Linked DNA regions of Mus musculus: region 1 is linked to region 2. A link is a contact called in public HiChIP or PLAC-seq data. All regions are on one chromosome and are shown on one strand. Each heading gives the region's core, a stretch centred on a gene start, on an enhancer-like site or on the middle of the called end of the contact. The rest is flanking DNA. Distances are from core to core; before and after follow the strand shown.

What was found. HiChIP or PLAC-seq counts read pairs in DNA pulled down with a chosen protein or histone mark.
Region 1: a BATF HiChIP or PLAC-seq map of CD8 T cells shows a contact between it and region 2, with 11 read pairs. The contact joins two enhancer-like sites. A contact is called at or near these places in 3 of 115 datasets of contacts at active chromatin or transcription factors (CD8 T cells, effector CD8 T cells and memory CD8 T cells) and 1 of 9 other capture datasets (liver).

What each region holds. Positions count from the first base shown.
Region 1 is chr1:79,748,682-79,753,774 of GRCm38.p6, forward strand. The region is part of intron 1 of Wdfy1 (WD repeat and FYVE domain containing 1); the gene reads right to left. Among named protein-coding and RNA genes, the nearest start is that of Wdfy1, 11 kb to the right of the region's middle. Within about 2 kb of position 3,785, at least 91 of the 459 cell types and tissues checked have an H3K27ac peak or open chromatin away from gene starts, as enhancers often do. A contact at or near this core is called in CD8 T cells, effector CD8 T cells and memory CD8 T cells, where this site is marked.
Region 2 is chr1:79,558,870-79,563,884 of GRCm38.p6, forward strand. No RefSeq gene overlaps it. Among named protein-coding and RNA genes, the nearest start is that of Gm24160, 48 kb to the left of the region's middle. Within about 2 kb of position 2,527, at least 36 of the 459 cell types and tissues checked have an H3K27ac peak or open chromatin away from gene starts, as enhancers often do. A contact at or near this core is called in CD8 T cells, effector CD8 T cells and memory CD8 T cells, where this site is marked.

The DNA of each region.
Region 1 (5,093 bases), core at 2,535-5,034, 190 kb after region 2:
AAAGCCAGTAGCAAAACCATCTTAATCTGGCTTCACTTCCAATTTTATTTTTCCAAATGTTTTCTAAGGGTGGTGGTCATTACTGACAATCTAAGTTCTTACCTACAATGGTGGCTGAATCATTAATCTGCTCCAGCAGCAATGCCTGAAAGAGATCAGGCACTATCATTCAGAGTACCAGTGATACTGCCCAGTGAGGGGGGCTGGAAGCCCCTTGGAGTTTACAGACAATTATTAGATTAAGAGGGATGTGAGGGCAGCAGGCAGAGCAGAACTCCACAGCAGCATGAAGTCCTCAGGACCCGTGGTCCTTACCATTCCACCCATCATGGCTGTGCTAACTGGTGGGCTGCATTCCATGAGTTCTAAAGACATTTGTCATTCCTCCTGCATGACCCTCAGCAAAGCATTAAATAGTGTGTGTGTTTGGGGATGGGGGAGGGCCCCCTTTAAAAGAGATTCCGAGCACAGAAAGATCTATGTTGAACTAGACGTGAGCTCCAAATCTCAAAGAAAATCTGATTTTTGTGATAAAATGGAATGGTGATTCTAATAAAACCTCTCACCACCTCAAGGTGTGGATTGAGCTGGGCCTTGCATAAAATATGCTATCAAGAGTCTGTGGAGGGTAACTGTGTGTGACGTGTGCTCCAACTCTTTACCCCTTCCTTCTCCATGCCCTTTCCTATCTGATTGTACAGCCTTTCCCATGGGGGCTGAACCTCTCTTTCTGACTTCTCTTGGAAGGCTACCTGGTGTCTGTAACAGCCAATGGGGTGTCTGAAGTGATGGTGGGGCTCTTCTGAGAAAGGCCTTTCCTGCCCAGGAGGAGCTATGAAAGGTAACAGGAAATGTGTGCTGGGGGTGGGGGTTGGTATCCTGCAGAATTACCCTTGACAAGTCTGGAACAAGCTACTTCTCCAGTGGCTGAGGCATAGCCTGGTCACAAGCATGAGTGAGCCTAACTGAGTCAGAGAAACCAGGCCACTGGCCTACAGCTCATGACAGTGAAACACCTGCTGCTCTAAGCTGCTGTTTTGAGGGGGTCTGGACATACCAAAGGCTAACTAATACAGATGGATAGAATACACTTCAAAATCCTTAGGAATCACACTTTAAAATTTAAAAAAGATTGAAACATACTTTGTGTGCCAGCGTCTCAAGCTAATTCTTCACTGGAATACAGAATCCCCGCTTTGCACTGATCCTAACTGAATTCTCTAACAACTGAAGAGGCCACAGGAAAGCACTTCACAACACCTCCTGGTCAAGGGAAGGCTTATGTGTGTCTGTTACTTTCCTGTGACAGCAGACTCAACACCACAGCCTGGGTCGGAGCTAAGCATTCATACCGTGGAGATCAACTATGATCTACAGAAAGGAGATCAACTATGATCTACAGAAAGGAGATCAACTATGATGTACAGAAAGGAGATCAACTATGATGTACAGAAAGGAGATCAACCATGATGTACAGAAAGGAGATCAACCATGATCTACAGAAAGGAGATCAACCATGATCTACAGAAAGGAGATCAACCATGATCTACAGAAAGGAGATCAACCATGATCTACAGAAAGGAGATCAACCATGATCTACAGAAAGGAGATCAACCATGATCTACAGAAAGGAGATCAACCATGATCTACAGAAAGGAGATCAACCATGATCTACAGAAAGGAGATCAACCATGATCTACAGAAAGGAGATCAACTATGATCTACAGAAAGGAGATCAACTATGATCTACAGAAAGGCACACCGGAGGATCAGAGAGGAGGGCTCACTTTTCTTTCCTCCAGTCTTCTCAGATGCTGTCAAAGACTTAATCCAACCAAGGTTAAACTATACATTAGGGAATCACGAAGCCCATGAACTCTCCTCCTTGGAAACCACCCTGGAGTAAGGACAAAGACGGACACAAAGCACAGTTCTTTTCTTCAAGGCACCGACTCTCAGGAAACATCTAGGAAAATCAGTATGATTCTTAATTTAGCAGTGCCCGTAAGGACATACATTTGGGTGTGTTACATATTTTCCAGAACACAGGATACCTGAATGATAACCCTGAAGAGCACGTGCCCATCTGTCATCTCCAATGAATGTCATACTCCACTTAAGTATTTCTGAAGAAGCTGAAGTCAAGCACACCCCACCTCCAACAGCAAAAATTAGTGTCTTTTCACCAATTTTCTTCCCAAGACAAACAGTATAAAGCAATTTAATCATTTTCTAATTTTAGGCTGATAACTAGGTAGTGTTCAACCAATTAATTAAAAAGCAATTTTCAGCACATACAATCTGCTACAAAATTAGTCCAAGGTGCCAATTTGTATTAAACACTGAATAAACAGTAATTGGGTACAAAGCTGATTTTTGTGACCTCTTGTAGAGATGCTGGGACTCTGAGACTTGGGACACTCTAAACACTTCTGCCACCATGACAAAGGGAATCGTGTCCTAGTCTGACTGTACTTCTGGAGGATACGGATAAAAATATTTAACTCTGGCACCTAAGATGGTTTCGAGGACACTAAGATGTTAGCCTGACAGGAAGAGGGAGTGACATCATCCTCACTTCAGTCGGCCTTTATCAAATAAATAGCAATTTCCTTCCAACCAAGTTGCTAGAACTCTGACCTCTTCATTTCCGCTAGAGAACAAAGTGTCTCCTTTGGTAACAGGGAGGCAAAACAGTGAACGGTTGTTGAGTGGATCTTGAAACCAAAAGTCTAGGAACTGGCCTGGCTTTCAGGGGGCTTGGCCTGCCTGAGGGAAAGAAGAATGCACTTACTGGCTTGTGCTACAGGAAGGAACAGGGAAGAGCTCAAGGGTCTGTGGGGACCAAGCCTCACAGCCTACTGACTCCATACAGAGAAGACGGCTCTTGGGGACTCTGGTACCTTCACCACCCCAACAAGCAGCATTCCCCACCCCCAAGAAACCACGGACACGTGGTTGAGATGCCTCCTGTGGGTTCTCTGTGTGACTGGAGAAACCAGTCCAGATGTAATCTTTAAAATGATTTTGTGTGACTCCTGTGCTAAGGAAAATCTCAAACTCCAGATGTCAGGGATAATCTAGACAGGCTGGGATCAGCATGGGTCCACAGAATACTCTTTCTTAGGGTTAAAAACAAACAAACAAACAAACAACAAAAAACTTGAGCTCTCCCACTGCCTGGCAGGGCTGTCTGGACACCTATGATTAATAAACTAACCCAAGTAAGCACAGTTAGTGGTAAGTTCTGCTCTCTGGTCCTTTATTGGTTTGTTTAGTGATTCGATCAAACCAGCACTGCACACACTGCTTAAGCTTCACACTGTTTAAGCACTGGAAGAGGCCAGCCCTCGGTGAGTAAAGACAAGCGTGTTAACAGGGAAGGATGTCATGGGGCCAGATCTGTGGGAACAGCGAAAGATGGGCCACACTCAGAAACTCAGGATGCGGGAGCAGGATGGATGAAACAAAACCGTACCCCTCAAAGTCCAGACCTTCAAACAACTTCCCCCTTAGGTATGAGGAAATCAGTCAAGCACACAAGGTAGGAAATGCTGGAGGAAACGTAGTAAGGAGGCCCTTTGAGGGTACCCAAGTAACCCAGGAAAGGCAGTCCAAGTGGTATTTTCTACAAACCTACTGTAACCTAGTACTCCCAAATGCTCCCCATCAACAATGACTTCAAGCATGTGTGTGTGTGTGTGTGTGTATGAGAGAGAGAGAGAGAGAGACACCCTGGTTTCCCCAGAAGCCTTTTCAGGTGACTGACGATCCTGCAGGCAGGCAAACAAACAAAGAAAAAAAAATGAGATAAGAAGAGGAAGTTGCCCTGAGAGGTGACCTTTGGGCCAAGGTCTATACAAAAAAGTCAGCTGCAAGTTCACTTTGATCTTAAAGGGAACTGTTCTGAATAAAGCTGTGTGTGGTTTATGAAAAAAAATGAGTAATCAGAAAGATGGTTTTGAGATCAATTGGTAGGATGCTTACCTGGCATGCAGCAAGCCCTGAATTCCAGCTGAAGCAACATATATGTGGGGTGTGATGGCTCACACATGTAATCCCAATACCAAAGTGGCTGAGCCAAGGAAACTAAAAGCTCAAGACCATTCTTGGGGTAAATCGTGAGTCTGAGGCCAGCCTAGTATACATGAGAGAACTTCTGTCTCAAAAAACAGAAAGAGAATATTTCATCATGAAGTATAAAAAAACACACCATCAAGTGAGTAAGTACACATTCATGCTCTCTTGACTTTCAAAACAATTTGCTAAGTGCATTTTACAGAGGGAAGGAAAGAGAAACAGCTGAGTTCTAGAAACTACTACCATTTGTAACAATTCAACTTTGCTCCTACGGGAGAGCTTGCAGGGAAAGTCACCCAGAGGGGGAAGGGCCTACAAAACAGTGATGCGAGTCTCTGTCAACCAACCCAATGATGCTATGACCCATGGAGGTACTGGCCACATGGGAGGATCAGATGAACGAACCCAAACAGCAGCAGCTAGTACCTGTTAGTTAGGAGGAGGCTGAAATGGTAGATGGAAGAATTATTCCATAACCAAAAGAGAAGCAGGGAAGGAGAGTGGCTTGAGGAGGGTGCACATGAGCCACAGCATTAGGTGAGGAAAGGTGTCAGACCTGGATGGGACAGAGAACACACTGGCAAGAACCACTGAGAAGTGAGAAATAGGCACGGAAAGAAAGTTGGGTACAGAATAGTTATAAGGTTCCCTGTGTCCTATTTTAGACATGATGCCTCCCTCACATTGTTAATGAAAGATCATATGCAGGGAAATGATACTGTAAAAAGCCATTTTGAGGACACCAGTTTGGCAAGACAGATTCAAGGATGGAATCCCAGGGCTCAGAGCAATGGAACTGCTCATGGCGGCTGCTGTAGTCATCAAGGTTAAACAGTGGCTAAGAGATGAGGACAAGCCTGAGATGAAGATGGACGGGCCTGCATGGCAGAGTCAGGCCTGAGACAGCTGCCCTGCCCTCAAGGCTGGCCCTCAGATGGTGTCTCTCTCTGACCTTGAATTTTAGAAGGTTCCCAACATTCCCTTGCTCAAAAGAGTGGCTTATCTTGTTTAGT
Region 2 (5,015 bases), core at 1,277-3,776:
TAAATTATTAAAATAAAGAGTGCTCTCTGTGGGATTATATTTATATTCTTTCTAAACATCACACGTATTCTCAAGCATTTGTTTCAGCAAAACATCCTCTCACAAGACAGCTTCCAGAAAAACATCACGTGACACAACTGAGTTTCCAAAGAAACCAGAAGTTTCAACTCATCTTGATAAGATTTTCCAACATTTTTCCCACTCAGGTTCCCAGATGCTAACATCAGGTCAATCACCTGCTGTAGGTGCCAATCCCACAGTAATATAAGACCCTGGAAACTTTTTAGGATGTCCTATGTTCCAAATAAAATTGCAAAGTAAAAATTATCATTCCTGCAGCTGAAAGATGCTCAGGCGCTCCAGTTATTGACTCATGCATTTAAGTGAGATGGTTTGCCACAGGAACTGATTTTTCATTGACTGTATGAGCCCAAAGAAGATTGGGGTCTTGTAATTACGGAGAGAAGGCACAGTCAGTCGCATTGATACTGTTCCACAAGCCCTTTTCATCTATTTCTTGTGAATCATATGAACTACAGAGAGATCTCACACCCACTTTCTCATTAAGGACTGGGTAATGCATTTAACTTTCAGTTATGACTCACTTTGAAGAACACTGTGAGCTGACCTCTGGGACTTACAACAAATAAACTAGATTCTTATCAATATCAGAATCACTAAGGAAAAGTGAAGAGATTGCTTTGAGTCATCACAAGAGGAAAAACCATTCATTTTGCAAAGGCAAGAAATTATTCACAGCATGTCACAAGAATTCATTACCAAGGATATAGCACAGCATCCACCTAGACCAGAAGAGACACTCCCTTTGATGGAGAAGATTCTGGGAGCAATTCAGAAAGAGCAAATATAGACTCTTTCAGTGCCTTCACTGTGTCCCCTAATATCTGATACTAGCATTAGGTGACCTTCTGTACCCACACTATTTAAGGCACAGTTAAATACAAGCTTCAGTGGAAGCAATCCTTGGGACTGGGTTGGGGCAGGGTAGCAATCCACTTCCTTTATTGATAGGATATGCCCTGACCCCTATACTTTTATCTTCTTTACTTCTAGCATATTCTAAAATGGACTTGCTAAACATCACTGTTTGTTACAGTGCTGTCAAAAAGAAGCTACGTTGACAGACTATGCTTAAGACCAAGTGTGCAATTCCACCTTCCCCTGCTATATGCTTCTGATTGTTGTTAGCTGAGGATTTGAAATCCTCACTAAATAAAGCTGCCTGTGTTCCGTAAGAGACACTATGGGAGGTTTCCTTCAAACTGATCTTGTGTTGACCTCTAGGATAAGCCAAGGTGGACAGTGTCTTGAACTTAAGGCTCTATGTTTTCTCTGAGCTTAGTTCTTACAAGTCCAATTCACTCTGGCTAAGAATACATTGTTCGTTACAGGAAAGCACCATTAAAAATATACTCCAATTTAGAGTTGGCTTCTTTTTTTTTTATTTTTAAATATATCTGCATTGGCAATCAGCTGAGCATATGAGGAGGAGTGGTCAGAGTTCACCCTCAGATGCCTTTTGTTATTGGTCTCCACCTTAGTTTTTGAGCTACACTTGGTTTTTGAGCTTACATCTGGGCCACACTGTCTGGTCACTGAGCATCCAGGATGCATCTGTCTCTGTCCATCCTCTGTGGACAAGTGGGTTTATAGGTGCATACTACCTCACCAACTTTCATGTGGGTGCTAAGGTTCCAAACTCAGATAGGTCCTCAAGACTACACAGCAGGCTTTCTTTACTCAGTGAGCTTTCTCTTCTTCCCCCAGAACTGGCTTCTTTCAAAGTCCCCAGTTACATAAACTTATTTCCTGTTCTCTCAACCCAATTTCCTCCTAAGTTTTTTTTTTTTTCTCCAAATAGAAGACATGATTTTGAGATAGGGTAATTAAGTTTGCCCATAGACATCAAGATAATGCCTTTTATACATTCTGGTTACACAGTGAATCCGAGCTTTCTACTTCAACATCTGTTCTTTGTTTTCAGTTCAACTGCCGTGTTCCTTTAGGAATGGTTCTATCAGCCCTGCTCTGCAACTAATCTGGCGGGCACTGGGACATCAGGATACAAGAAAGGAGAAAAGTAGCACTGAAATCGCAAGCTGAATCTCCCAAGTGGGTGGGGTAACTGGCAGATAGCTAATGGAAAGGAAGCGTCGAAAGGGAACAAAATTGAAAGGAAACTTTGATAGTCACCTCAGATTTACTAGTTTCCCACAGAGAGGGCCTTCTGATTGGTTCCAAGAAAGTTAATATGTGTCATCCTGGAGACTGATGGAGAATATGCTTGGAAGAATGGAAACTAAAAGAGACTTGAACCCTGTGGGTAGTACTTAATGGCAGTCACAATGCTGCCCATCGAAGGCAATACATATCTGAAAAAACAATGGAAGTGACATTAAGTGCCTCCCTGCCTCCTTACAAAAGAAGGCCAAGCTCTTCAAGGAAGTTTATCTTGAAACCTTTTGCCTCGATCCGAATGAACAAGGAAGAATTATGAGTCAGAAACGGAAGGAAATGAGTCACAGGTTGGTGTGCTTGCCTGTTTGAACTCTGGCTTCACATCCAGCCAACCTGACTTAGAGTTTGTTTGAAACTGAGAAGCAAAGACAGTGAACATATGGCAACATTAAGATTGCTGTTTTCCCACATGCAATGCATTTCTGAATCCTATAGCTTTTGATTCAATCTAACAACGATCCTCACTCTCAGAACTCATGAAGTTCTAATGGGCTTCTGGATTTTTCTGATAAACATGTCTGTATTAAGCATGAAATTTACTAGACTGACAGGAACCATCTAACCCCAATGAGATAATTTATGATTTTCTCCCTAAGGAGCACATAAATCAATATGTTCAGAAGAAGCCAAATTAGCCATTTAAATTAGTAATCACAGTAACTATGCAACAGGCGACATCACAAAATGTGCTTCCTTAGGGTGTAGAAAATGTTTAATGATTTTAGTCAATAAAATATAAAATAGTCATTCAGAAAGAAGATAGTCTTAAATTCTCTTACATTCTGTTCTTCTATATTTATTTAAACAATAGAATTTGCGATGGATAAGCATCTGTTTCAAAGCAAAGGAAGACCTGGTTTATTTTCTGCTTCTGTAAAATAGAGCAGAAAGCCTGAGGTAGGGCAACTTATAAAGGGAATTTTTTTATTACAATGTTGGCAGCTTGGTAGGCCAAAACTGAGAGGCCATCTCTGGTAGACAGCTTGTTGGTAGGTATTCTTGGAATGGTCCTCAGAATAAAAGGAGGCCATACAGTGAGTACATATGAGAGATAAAGCCAAACTCCATCTTATCACAAAGCCACTCTTGAAATGATGAAATAACTTACCTGTCTATTAATCTGTGAATGGATGAACCCATTCATGAAGGCTCTGTCCTGGTGACCTAAACCTCTTATTAAGTCCCAATGAGGTTTTAATTTTAATGTGAGTTCTGATGGAGACATTCCTACCCTATCAACCATGGAGACAGTTAGGAAAACTCTCTTGGGGGTCTTACAAACTTACTTTATCATTCTATTCTTTTATCATCCTGTCTTTCATGGCTCTTTTCATCTGTTTTCAGGACAACAAAGTAAAAGGAGTATGCCAAATTTCTTAGTCCTCATTGCATTCTTTTAAAATTAGGCCTAATGGCAGATACCTGCAGTTCCAGTACTTCAGAGGCTGAAGCAGGAGCATCTCAAGTTTGACTCCAGCCTAGCTATATAGATAGATCTCATCACAAGAAAAAACTAATTGAATTAGTTGATTGATGATAAAACTAGTCACTATCAAGCTACTTTTATTAGCTGGTCAAACAGTCTCAGAAAATGTGTTTTGCTGCCTCTGTTCATTTCTTTCATTTGTTTCCATCCAAACTCGCTGATGTCTCTCTTGCTCCTCCCAGAGTAGCTTCCACATTTGTCCAGCTGAGTCCCAAAAACATAGCTGCATTGCCCAGTTATAAGCACAACACTGGTACTTAAAGCCAGCAGCAAAGAGTCAGGCTAATAAAAAAGAAAGAGAGAGAGAGAGAGAGAGAGAGAGAGAGAGAGGAAGGAAGGAAGGAAGGAAGGAAGGAAGGAAGGAAGGAAGGAAGGAAGAAAGAAAGAAAGAAAGAAAGAAAGAAAGAAAGAAAGAAAGAAAGAAAGAAAGAAAGAAAGAAAGAAAGAAAAAGTGCCAGAGGCAGCCGGGCATGGTGGCACACACCTTTAATCCCAGCACTTGGGAGGGAGAGGCAGGCGGATTTCTGAGTTCAAGGCCAGCCTGGTCTAAAAAGTGAGTGCCAGGACAGCCAGGGCTACACAGAGAAACCCTGTCTCAAAAAACCAAAAACAAAAAAAAAAGAAAAAAAGAAAAAAAAAGAAGTGCCAGAGGCTAGCATAGAATTTACTCTGCTACATTATCTGTTAGGAATGGCCAGAATGGAGCCACAACCAGCATCCCTACATAAATACACAGTTTCGTGGCAAGGAAGGGACCGACATACCTCATAACTAAAGCTTCTTCCAGCAGCTATAATTTAGAAGGCTTTTATATGTGCCAGCTACTATACTAAATACTTTGTAATATACGTTGACTTATTTGGTCTTCATTGAAAGTACATAAAGAAAGTATAATTGTCTCTAGGTTATGGAGAATGGGATAAAAATACAGTTGACCATAGACTGTCAATGTCACACAGTTAAGAAGTGAGGTTGCTAGCATTAAAGTCTAGCTCGGGGCCTGTCTTTAGCAGTGTGCTTAGGGTCCTGTTTAGATTATAAACGAAACTTCTTATTGATAAAGTATGTTTCTAGAAACAGGGTCAGCAAACCTTACAGGTAAAAGCACTGCCTTTCTCTCTGGTGTCTGTAGTCTATAGTCTTATTTTAGGAGGTGATTGTAGTTGGAAAGGAACAATGGGGACTTAAACCTGAGCCAGACGAAATGGATTGTTGTATAGCAGATGAATCAACAGCCATTGCTGTAGTACTCCATGGACCACACAGGTAA